2 separate regions of the Gossypium arboreum genome follow, and region 1 is linked to region 2. Evidence: chromatin contacts called from public Hi-C data. All regions are on one chromosome and are shown on one strand. Each heading gives the region's core, a stretch centred on a gene start, on an enhancer-like site or on the middle of the called end of the contact. The rest is flanking DNA. Distances are from core to core; before and after follow the strand shown.

What was found. Hi-C and Micro-C count contacts between places; a contact is called where the count stands out from the background.
Region 1: a Hi-C map of leaf shows a contact between it and region 2, with 2.6 times the contacts expected there. The contact joins the promoter of LOC108453988 here to the promoter of LOC108456386 in region 2. A contact is called at or near these places in 2 of 5 Hi-C or Micro-C datasets (both in leaf).

What each region holds. Positions count from the first base shown.
Region 1 is chr9:3,432,583-3,437,389 of ASM2569848v2, reverse strand. LOC108453988 (structural maintenance of chromosomes protein 4) reads left to right here and starts at 2,507. Exons shown (of 28, transcript XM_017752262.2): 1 at 2,507-2,822; 2 at 3,629-3,718; 3 at 3,880-3,981; 4 at 4,218-4,394; 5 at 4,478-4,608. The coding sequence starts at 2,673. It overlaps LOC108454483 (a long non-coding RNA gene), which reads right to left and starts at 743. Exons shown (of 3, transcript XR_008270658.1): 1 at 194-743.
Region 2 is chr9:3,185,147-3,189,831 of ASM2569848v2, reverse strand. It overlaps LOC108456386 (E3 ubiquitin-protein ligase MPSR1-like), which reads left to right and starts at 1,477. Exons shown (of 1, transcript XM_017754979.2): 1 at 1,477-2,337. The coding sequence starts at 1,663. The coding sequence ends at 2,205. It overlaps LOC108457376 (granule-bound starch synthase 2, chloroplastic/amyloplastic-like), which reads left to right. Exons shown (of 8, transcript XM_017756399.2): 8 at 1-937. The coding sequence ends at 696.

The sequences.
Region 1 (4,807 bases), core at 1,258-3,757, 250 kb before region 2:
GTACCAACTTTTTTAGATTATAAACCAACATTAATTTTATATAATTACTTCTACTAACTACAAATAACCAAAAAAAACTTTGATGGGACTTACAACAAACAAAGGAAGCAGTCAGGAACATGTATAATCTATAGGAACTCAAAAGGAGAAAACTTGGGTGCCAAAATGATATTTAATGAGAGACTACTTATACCTTTCGAAAAGAGGCAATAGCCTGTCTACAGCCAGTTCAGGCGGGGTTAGAAATGGGACTCCGACGGGTAGTCATCGAAGGAGATGCACTCAGTGTTATTCGATGAGTGAAGGCATTAAAAGAGGATCGATCAGTACTACGTTCGTACATACAGGATAAACAACTATTAAGCAAAGGATTTGAAGAGTGCCGCTTTCAAAAAATATCTAAATTTGGTAATGGGGTTGCTAATGAACTTGTAAGAGGAGCGGTTGAGAGTAGGAATACTAACCTGGGACATCGACTACCGAGGTAGGCCATGTTAGCACTGGAGGAAGATGTGAGGAGTTTGACAGTGTCGGAAGGAGACGAGAGAACTGACGGACATGGGGAACAGTTGAGAAAATGAAGCACCAAGAAGCATTTGAAGGAAATTTTCGCAGATAAGAGCGGAAACAGGAGAAATGGGGGAACAGGGCATATTAAAAGTCTGGCAGAAAGCTTCTAGAGACAGTGCAGGTAATCAAAAGGAGAGCCTCAAAAATGATAAAAAGTAATTAAGATTTTGAAAGCGATGGGGGCTATCTCAGATAACGATGCTTGGCATACGGGGTATCAAAATAGGGCCTGGTGGGCTTAGGAAAATTTGGGTTTGGGCTTGGTTTAGGTATATGTTTTAGTAGGAATAACAAGTCCTGTTTGTAGGTTTTAAGTTATTTTTTCTTCTTTTGCTATTGTAATGAATTTCATGCCGGGGCCCATTTTTAATACAAAGTCCCAGATTTTATTAAAAAAAAAAAACTACAAATTGTTGTCATTTTTCTTTAAAAGCATGCACTTTACCCTTTTTTTTTGGTAATTGTGACATGCTAGCATTTTGAGGGTACTTGCTTGGTGCTTCTTTCATAATAATATAAGCACCTTTTGTTGGGTTGAAAAAAAAACAAAAACATAATGTTAACAATTCTTGCAGGCATAAAAACTTATTTCATGTATCAATTTTAAACTTTGAATTTGTATTATTTGCTAAATCATCTCAAAATGGATGAAAAAGTTAATTTTTGTTAACTGATGACGAATCCACATGATAGCCCATATATATCATGTTTATGACATTTTGGCAATTAATTAATTTTAAATTTTTATAATTTTATACTTTTAAAAATAATTTTAATAATTTTTTGAATTTCTTAAAATTTAAAAATTTAATTTATTACTAACACGGCATCTACATGGCAATCTACGTGTATACCACGTCAAAAAATTTGACAAATATTAATTTTTTATCTATTTTAGAGTGATTTGACAAATAACATAGATTTAAAGGTTAAAAGAGACGAAAAATTAAATAAAAGACTAAATTAATTTTTTTATAAAATTAAAGAGCCAAATAAATATTTATGCCTTCTTAATATATAACTAAGTCGTAGATGAATACCATATGACCTCATTTCAAATGAATGTGATTTCTATCTCAATCATAATATTGTTTTATCATGCAAACTTTCATGAAAAGAAAAGAAAAAAAAAAGGAGAAAAGAGGATAAAGAAAGAGGAAGAAAAATGAAAGAGGAAAAGAAAACAAAAGACAAAGTTAAAAGAAAAAGAATTAAATTGTTAAAAAAAAAAGTATAGGGATTAGTTGTATAATGTAACTTGAAATTTTCATATGAAAATGATGATATTAATGCGATACTTCAATTTACTGTTATATCGATAATGCTATTTAATGGGCCAATGATTATAACTTAACAAATTGATGACATACATGACCAAAAGTATTTACCTTTTTTTTTTTTTTTTGCCAATATATTGTTTGGGAATCCAATTGGCTAAGAAAACTAGCCATGATACTTCGACTAGTGTTGGACTTTGTTCACTAATTTAGTTCTTAATGTTTACTTATTTTGTTATTTTAGTCACCAATTTTAATGGCACTATATGACGACTCACATGATAGTCCATGTATACTTTATAAAAAAATATTTTTTAAAAATTCAACAAATTATAAAAGGTTCATTTTTTAAAATATAACCACATCAACAATGAAGTACACGTGAATTGCCACACGCGTTACAACGCTAGGGCTATTAAAATCTTAATTTTCAGTGAGCTTTTCTATTTAACAAGAAGTAATTTGACTAAAATTTGAAGGTTGAGAACCAAAGCGATCCATAAAAAAAATTAGGACTAAAGTGAGAAAATGAGTAAACAGTAAGAACTAAAATTGTCATTATGCCTTAAAAAAACATAAACGATGTGTGTTTTATTTTTGCAATGTGCAAGTTTCAGAAGCTTATTAATGGTCAAAAGGGCCGAACGAAGGCCCATTTATGTTTTTTTCATTTCAAATTCCCGCTAAAATATCCCTTTTGAAATTTCGCTCAAATACTTATTAAACTTTTTCATCTTCCTTTTACTTGTTTATTCCATCAAATCGTCTCGAAGTCTCAAACCGATTCAACAGCAGCGAGTTGACTCAGCAGCCGCTCATTTCCGTATGGGGGTGGAAACGAAGGATGAGTTCGCGACTCGCGAACCAGAGCAGGCCCAAGTGGGATCTCGAGGACCGAGGTTAGTAATTAACGAGATGGTGATGAGGAACTTCAAGTCTTATGCCGGTGAACAGCGCGTCGGTCCCTTTCACAAGGTTATATTTTCTTTTATCGTTTAATTTTGATATTTTTTTTTGGTTTCTAGGAAAGTTTGGAAATTGAGAAGGAAAATTGCAAAATTTATGTAATAATTCCACGGACTCAACTTGGATTAGCTTTTCCTTTCGTTATTAGTTCATTATTTCGTTTTTTTTTCTTTTGAGAAAATGAAGAACTGAGAAGGAAATTAAAAATTACATGACTTCAACTCGAATAGCTTTCTTTTTTTTTTCTCCTTTTTGTTGTAATTTTAACGGTTTCCTTTTGGTTACTGAGAAAGCACTGGAAATCGAGAAAGAAAATTCCAGATTGATGAACATTTCAAAAATTTATATTTTCGATTACCTTTTTTTTTTTTTTTTTAATAGTTAGATGTAGAAAGTAAGCTTTTAGTTTGTTTGTTAGTAGTCTAACTCCTGCTTGGTTGCCAAGAAAAAAAATGTAAAATGATATGATAATTGCACGAATTGAATTTGAGATAATTTATTTTTTCTGTTCTTAGTGTTCCCTTCTTTTGGTTGCGAGAAAGAGGTGGAAAATTGAGTGGCAAGTTGCTAGTCTATATGACAAGTTCAAAAATTTAACTCAAATTATGACTTTTTCAAATAATTATCTTTCGTATTTCAAGTCTTAGTTTCTTTAAGTTTGTTCACTGTACTATTGAGTAGGCTAAAAAGATATCATTTTGTCCTCAAATTTTACTTTTCATCTTAGGAATTTAATATTTCTTCCACTAACTATAAAGTTTAAACTCTTTCTCTCTGTTCCCCCCGATTTCTTTTCTTGTTTCGATGAAATTTAGAGCTTTTCTGCTGTGGTTGGGCCAAATGGAAGTGGTAAAAGCAATGTGATAGATGCCATGCTTTTTGTATTTGGGAAGAGAGCAAAGCAGGTAGTTTTTATTAGCAAAATTCTATTATTTGGGTATTTATCTTCTTTTTTGTTCCTATGTAGCTACAATGGTACTTCTAATCATATACCTGGCAGTACTTTTTGAAGATTTCCCTTTTTCTATATCCTTTCGTGCTTGATTTTGCTGATCTAATTGTGCAGATGCGGCTTAATAAAGTTTCTGAGCTTATTCACAATTCAACTAATCATCAAAATCTTGATAGTGCTGGTGTTTCTGTTCATTTTCAGGAGATTATTGATCTGGTGAGTCTTTTTCATTTTGTTTTTCTTGATTTTGGGTGTAGGCTTTTCACCTAGTGACCGAGTGGTTATAAACAGAGGTTTTGGGAAGCTAAATGCTGCAATTTTTTTCTAGGCGCTTAATCTGCAAAACCCTTGAGTTTTAAACCATTCAATTTCACTGTTTTATGTCCCAATATCATGGAATTTAAGAATCTTAAGGTGGTGCTACTTTGGAACTAACTCTCTACTGACTGCAGGATGACGGGACATATGAAGCTGTTCCAGGAAGTGAATTTGTTATTTCCCGGGTTGCATTTCGGGATAACTCATCCAAATATTACATCAATAACCGTGCTAGTAACTTTACAGAAGTTACAAAGAAACTGAAAGGGAAAGGAGTTGATCTTGACAACAATCGGTTTCTTATTCTTCAGGTTCAGTATATTCAAAAGGTTTAATATTTAGAAATTTCAAGTTCTTGTTCTACTTTTATTCATGTTTTAATAGTTATTATCAGGGTGAGGTTGAGCAAATTTCGCTCATGAAGCCAAAAGCACAAGGGCCTCATGATGAAGGTTTCCTTGAATATTTGGAGGACATAATAGGAACAAACAAATATGTTGAAAAGATTGACGAATCATCTAAGGAGTGAGTATTTTTCCTGTGTACACAGAATGTTTTGCTATTTTTGACACTAGTACTCGAGACCTTTTAACTTGTTTTTTATCACCTTGTTTGCTAGTAGCTATCAAGACAGTCCACCATAGTGAATAGATTACTAGTAACTGTCTTCTAGACTTGTATATGTCTTAACACTATTTTATGTTGTTTCCCTTTTTGCTTCCAG
Region 2 (4,685 bases), core at 228-2,727:
TGGAATCCACAATACGATATTCACCTCAAATCCGATGGTTATACTAACTACTCCTTGGAAACACTGCAAACCGGTAAACCTAAATGCAAGGCCGCGCTACAAAAGGAGCTCGGGTTGCCAGTTCGCGAAGATGTCCCACTGCTTGGCTTTATTGGGAGACTAGATCAACAAAAAGGTGTTGATCTAATTGCCGAGGCAATTCCCTGGATGATAGGCCAAGATGTGCAATTAGTCATGTTAGGCACCGGCAGACCTGACCTAGAACAGATGCTTAGACAGTTCGAAAACGAACATCGTGACAAAGTAAGAGGATGGGTAGGGTTTTCTGTAAAGACAGCTCACCGTATAACAGCCGGGGCTGATATTTTACTCATGCCATCAAGATTTGAACCTTGTGGTCTAAACCAACTATATGCGATGAACTATGGAACAATACCAGTTGTCCATGCAGTCGGTGGACTGAGAGATACAGTGCAGCAATTCAATCCATTTGAAGAGTCGGGGGTCGGGTGGACATTTGACAGTGCGGATGCAGGCAAGTTGATACATGCATTAGGTAACTGTTTGTTAACGTATCGGCAGTATAAAACAAGTTGGGAAGGGTTACAAATACGGGGAATGAAGCAAGATTTGAGCTGGGACAATGCAGCTGAGAAGTATGAGGAAGTGCTTGTTGCAGCCAAATATCAGTGGTGAGAGCTCTGTTTGATCTGAATGAACCCTCTTATCACCTTTTTACCACAAATTTTGGGTCTCGTTTTCAAATGTTGTATTAATGTTCTATTCCTATTTTTTTGCTCTCTTTTTTTTTGTTGTGCATGTATTGTATCCAACATTGCCAGGATTCGTAGTTAGTCCCATAATGTCATTTTTACTGTATTTATTTTTCAAAATTTAGTAAATAATATATTTATTTTATATAATTAATGTAAAATAATATTATGTGAATTTACATTTATTATTTTGATAATTAGAATATTACAATTGATAATAAGCAATTCAAAAATTTTAAGGTATTTTTGTAACCTAATCGGAATATCTATTGTCGACTAATATAAAACTATAATTAATTAAATTTTAAAGTATAATGAATGGATAATTTTATATGGATATAGAGGACAACTAGATTCTCGTGTGATGTACGAATGATTGTATTTAATATGAAATATATTTTTAATTATTTATTTTATTTAAAAATGATATTTGATAATATTAACCAAATAGATTAATTATTCTTATTTGGGTTAAGACTAAAATTTTAAATTTTAAAATATTTAAAAATTAAAATTGATCAAATTAAAGTATAAAGATTAAATATAATTTTTTGAGTAAACTATACCATTAAGCATTAAACTTTAGATAATTTTTGTCTTAGTCACTTAATTAAAAGAGTTATAATTTGATGACTAAATTATTTAAATTTTTTATTTAAGTTGATAAATTATTCAAAAATAAGAGAAAATACATGAATAAAATAGAAACTTCTAGAATATATTTTACGTAATTTCAAACGAAATCATCAAACATCCTGGAATCCCGAACTTTCCAGGCTTTTGGATTCCTTTTATAAAAATCTTCTCTTTCTCCACATTTTTTTTTTCAATTCAAAGTTTTCTCTTTCTTCTTCTTAGAGATTCTTTAAGCTTCTCTGATTTTCCAAGTATGGCGGAAGCTCCTACCCAGAGCCAACAGCCTAGTCCTGTCGTTTACGTAGTTTTCCAGATCGGCGGCGTAGGAGTCGTCAGCGAAAATAAACTTAGGCCGGCGCCAGCTTCCAAAGCTTCCATAGAAGCAATGCCGAGGATAAAAGTGAAAGAGAGTGGCAAAGATTGTTGTATTTGTTTGGAAGATTTTGAAGTTGAAGAAGAAGGAAGGGAGATGCCATGTAAGCATGTGTTTCATTCGGGTTGTATTGAGAAGTGGTTGTTGATCCATGGGTTATGCCCGGTTTGTCGATTCTTGATGCCGCCTGAGACGGCTGAAATAGGAGGTGGTGAGGGTAATGGTGGCCGGCGAAGAATGGAGGGTGGGGAGATCAATGGTTTGGAATTTTTGCAGTCGGTTTTTGCTTTTGCTAGCTTGGCTAGCATGATGGGTTCGGGTCGGGCTTTCCGTCAACCTGATTCGGGTCAAGTTGATGATGATGGGTATTCCAATTGCAACACGGATGATACGCCTTCCAATCAAAACACGGATAGCAATTGACACATACTTTTTTCCTGAATCGTACCTAAAGAAATATTTTTTAACCGACTAAATTGTAAATAAGTAAAAGAATTTATTCAATAATTTATTTACTGTACTTTCTTAACTTATCTAAAAGTATATATTTGATAATTGAATTTTTTTTTAATCTAGTTGCTACTTAATTTGTATTTCATCATCTCACTTAATATTGATACATTGATAGTCATGACAGCGTCAACTTCTCAATATATCCTATATTAAAATATATATATATTAGAAAAATTTCATATCAATATTTAATTCCATTCAACCATTTGAACCAAATTCTCGAACATTCATAATCATAGTGGATTGAAATGAAAGAAGTAGAGCAAAGTATGATTGATTTGTATTTTTTACAACTTTTTTTTTTAAATTATTTTGAGTTTTATGATTTTCCTAGAAATATTTGGGCATTACTTTTTGTGGGCATCCCCTTAATTAAACCACCTGGGGGTGTTATACCCCAAACTTTGAGAATACTTTTTGACAACTCTTTAAGTATCACTTCTCGTGAACAGTTATTAGTTAAACTTGTTAGAGAAACTCCTTAAGAGGACTTCTCAGGGTCAAGTGGCACAAAGAATCTCACCCAACCGTCATTTATGATGTCGAAATCATCCCTCGATTTAAAATTTTTAATTTTAATGAAAAATGGTGAAATCGACTTTTTGAAAAATGAAAATATGGAGTCGCCACTGATCTTTGTTTTGGTGTGATCGGACCACCTAAGAATAAAGTCATAACATTTTTAGTTTGCTAAAACAAAGATTTTGGTCTACGAATTTTTGAGAAAATAGGTTCGGGAGTCGGTTACACATGAGGAAGGATTAGCACCCTCATTACGCCCAAAATTGGTACCAAATCGATTAAATATTGTCCTTGTGTCTAAATTAAAAGTTTTTAAAATGTGGTTCCTTTTATAACGTTTGAGTAACCCGAGTTGATTGTCAAAAATCTTCTTGTTTTGACGCCCGAAAATTTACAATTCGAGGATTACAGAAGGATGCTCAACTATTTAGTCCAACGAAAAATCGAAACCCAGCACGGTAAGGTACGATTCCTCGAATTTCCAAACATTGACCATTGCCTTACTTTATAAAATATGTGTGAAATTCTGAGGAAATATTCGATTGTTTTGGACAAATGAAAAAGCGCAACCCAGCACGATAGGGCTCGATTCTCAAATCGCCAAATATCGAACATCGCCTTCATTTTTAAATATTTTTTATAAACATGAGTGAGAATATAAAGGAATGTTCGATTGTTTTGAGCAAACGAGAAATCATAACCCAGCACAATAGAGCATGATTCTCGAATTGTCAAATGCCGAATATTGCCTTTCGTTTTAAAAAGTTTTTAGAAGACATGAGTGAAATTTTGAAGTAATATTCGATTATTTTGAGCAAATGCGAAATTGCAACCCAACACGTTAGGGCACTATTTCGCGAATTGCCAAATATCGAATCTCGTCTTCGTTTTAAAGAATTCTTAAAAAGAATAAGTATAGAATTAGTTTAAAATGTGTTAATCTTACTTGAAATAACATGGAGTCGACTTTAAGAATTGAGATTTCATAAAACCACATTTCAAAAGTCACGTGGAAAACGATGATATGAGGTGATATATGCATGCATAAAACGTGACAATAGGAAAGCGGAGGCAATACAATTTACTTAATCGACTAACAAACACCTAAGCGACTAAGTATAACCGACTTGAAAATATAACTCAATTTCAATTACGCATGGAGACCGATTAACATGGCAATAATGAATAAATAAAATACAACGACGGCATACATGACATAATAATAAAATTATTAGAGGCATAAAATAAAATGCAATCCAAAGAAGCAACATGGTATAAGATTATTGTAAAACAATGACAAGCTTAATATACACATGCAATCCTCAAAATATATATATTGTAGAATGAATATTTTTAAAACACATAATGTATGAGTTGACAAATTTGCATAAAAATAAAATTTTATATATATACTTATTGAAATGGATATTATAAAATACAATTTTGAATCGAGTCATGTGCAAAACATTTTAAAAAGCGAATTTATTCGAAAATTGACAAAGCATATGATAACTTGGATAACATATAATATGAAAGGATGATAAAATACGTGATGAGATATAATACACAAAATAGATTTATAAAACTTATATACGTGTAAGTTTATTGGAAAGAAATCAAGAGATTAATAATATAAATTTTAAGTTAGTCTCAAAACTACACATGCCCTTATATTAAAACATTTAAATAATAGACTATAATAAAACACATAAGTAATATAATATGAGGATATACTAAAAAAATAATGATTTTAATAATTACAAGAAGAATGAAGTTTCTAAAAATAATTTAGCATATATATATAAAGAGAATATTTGATAAATCATAAAGCAAAAAGTATTTTAGATAAAGAATCTATTAAAATAATG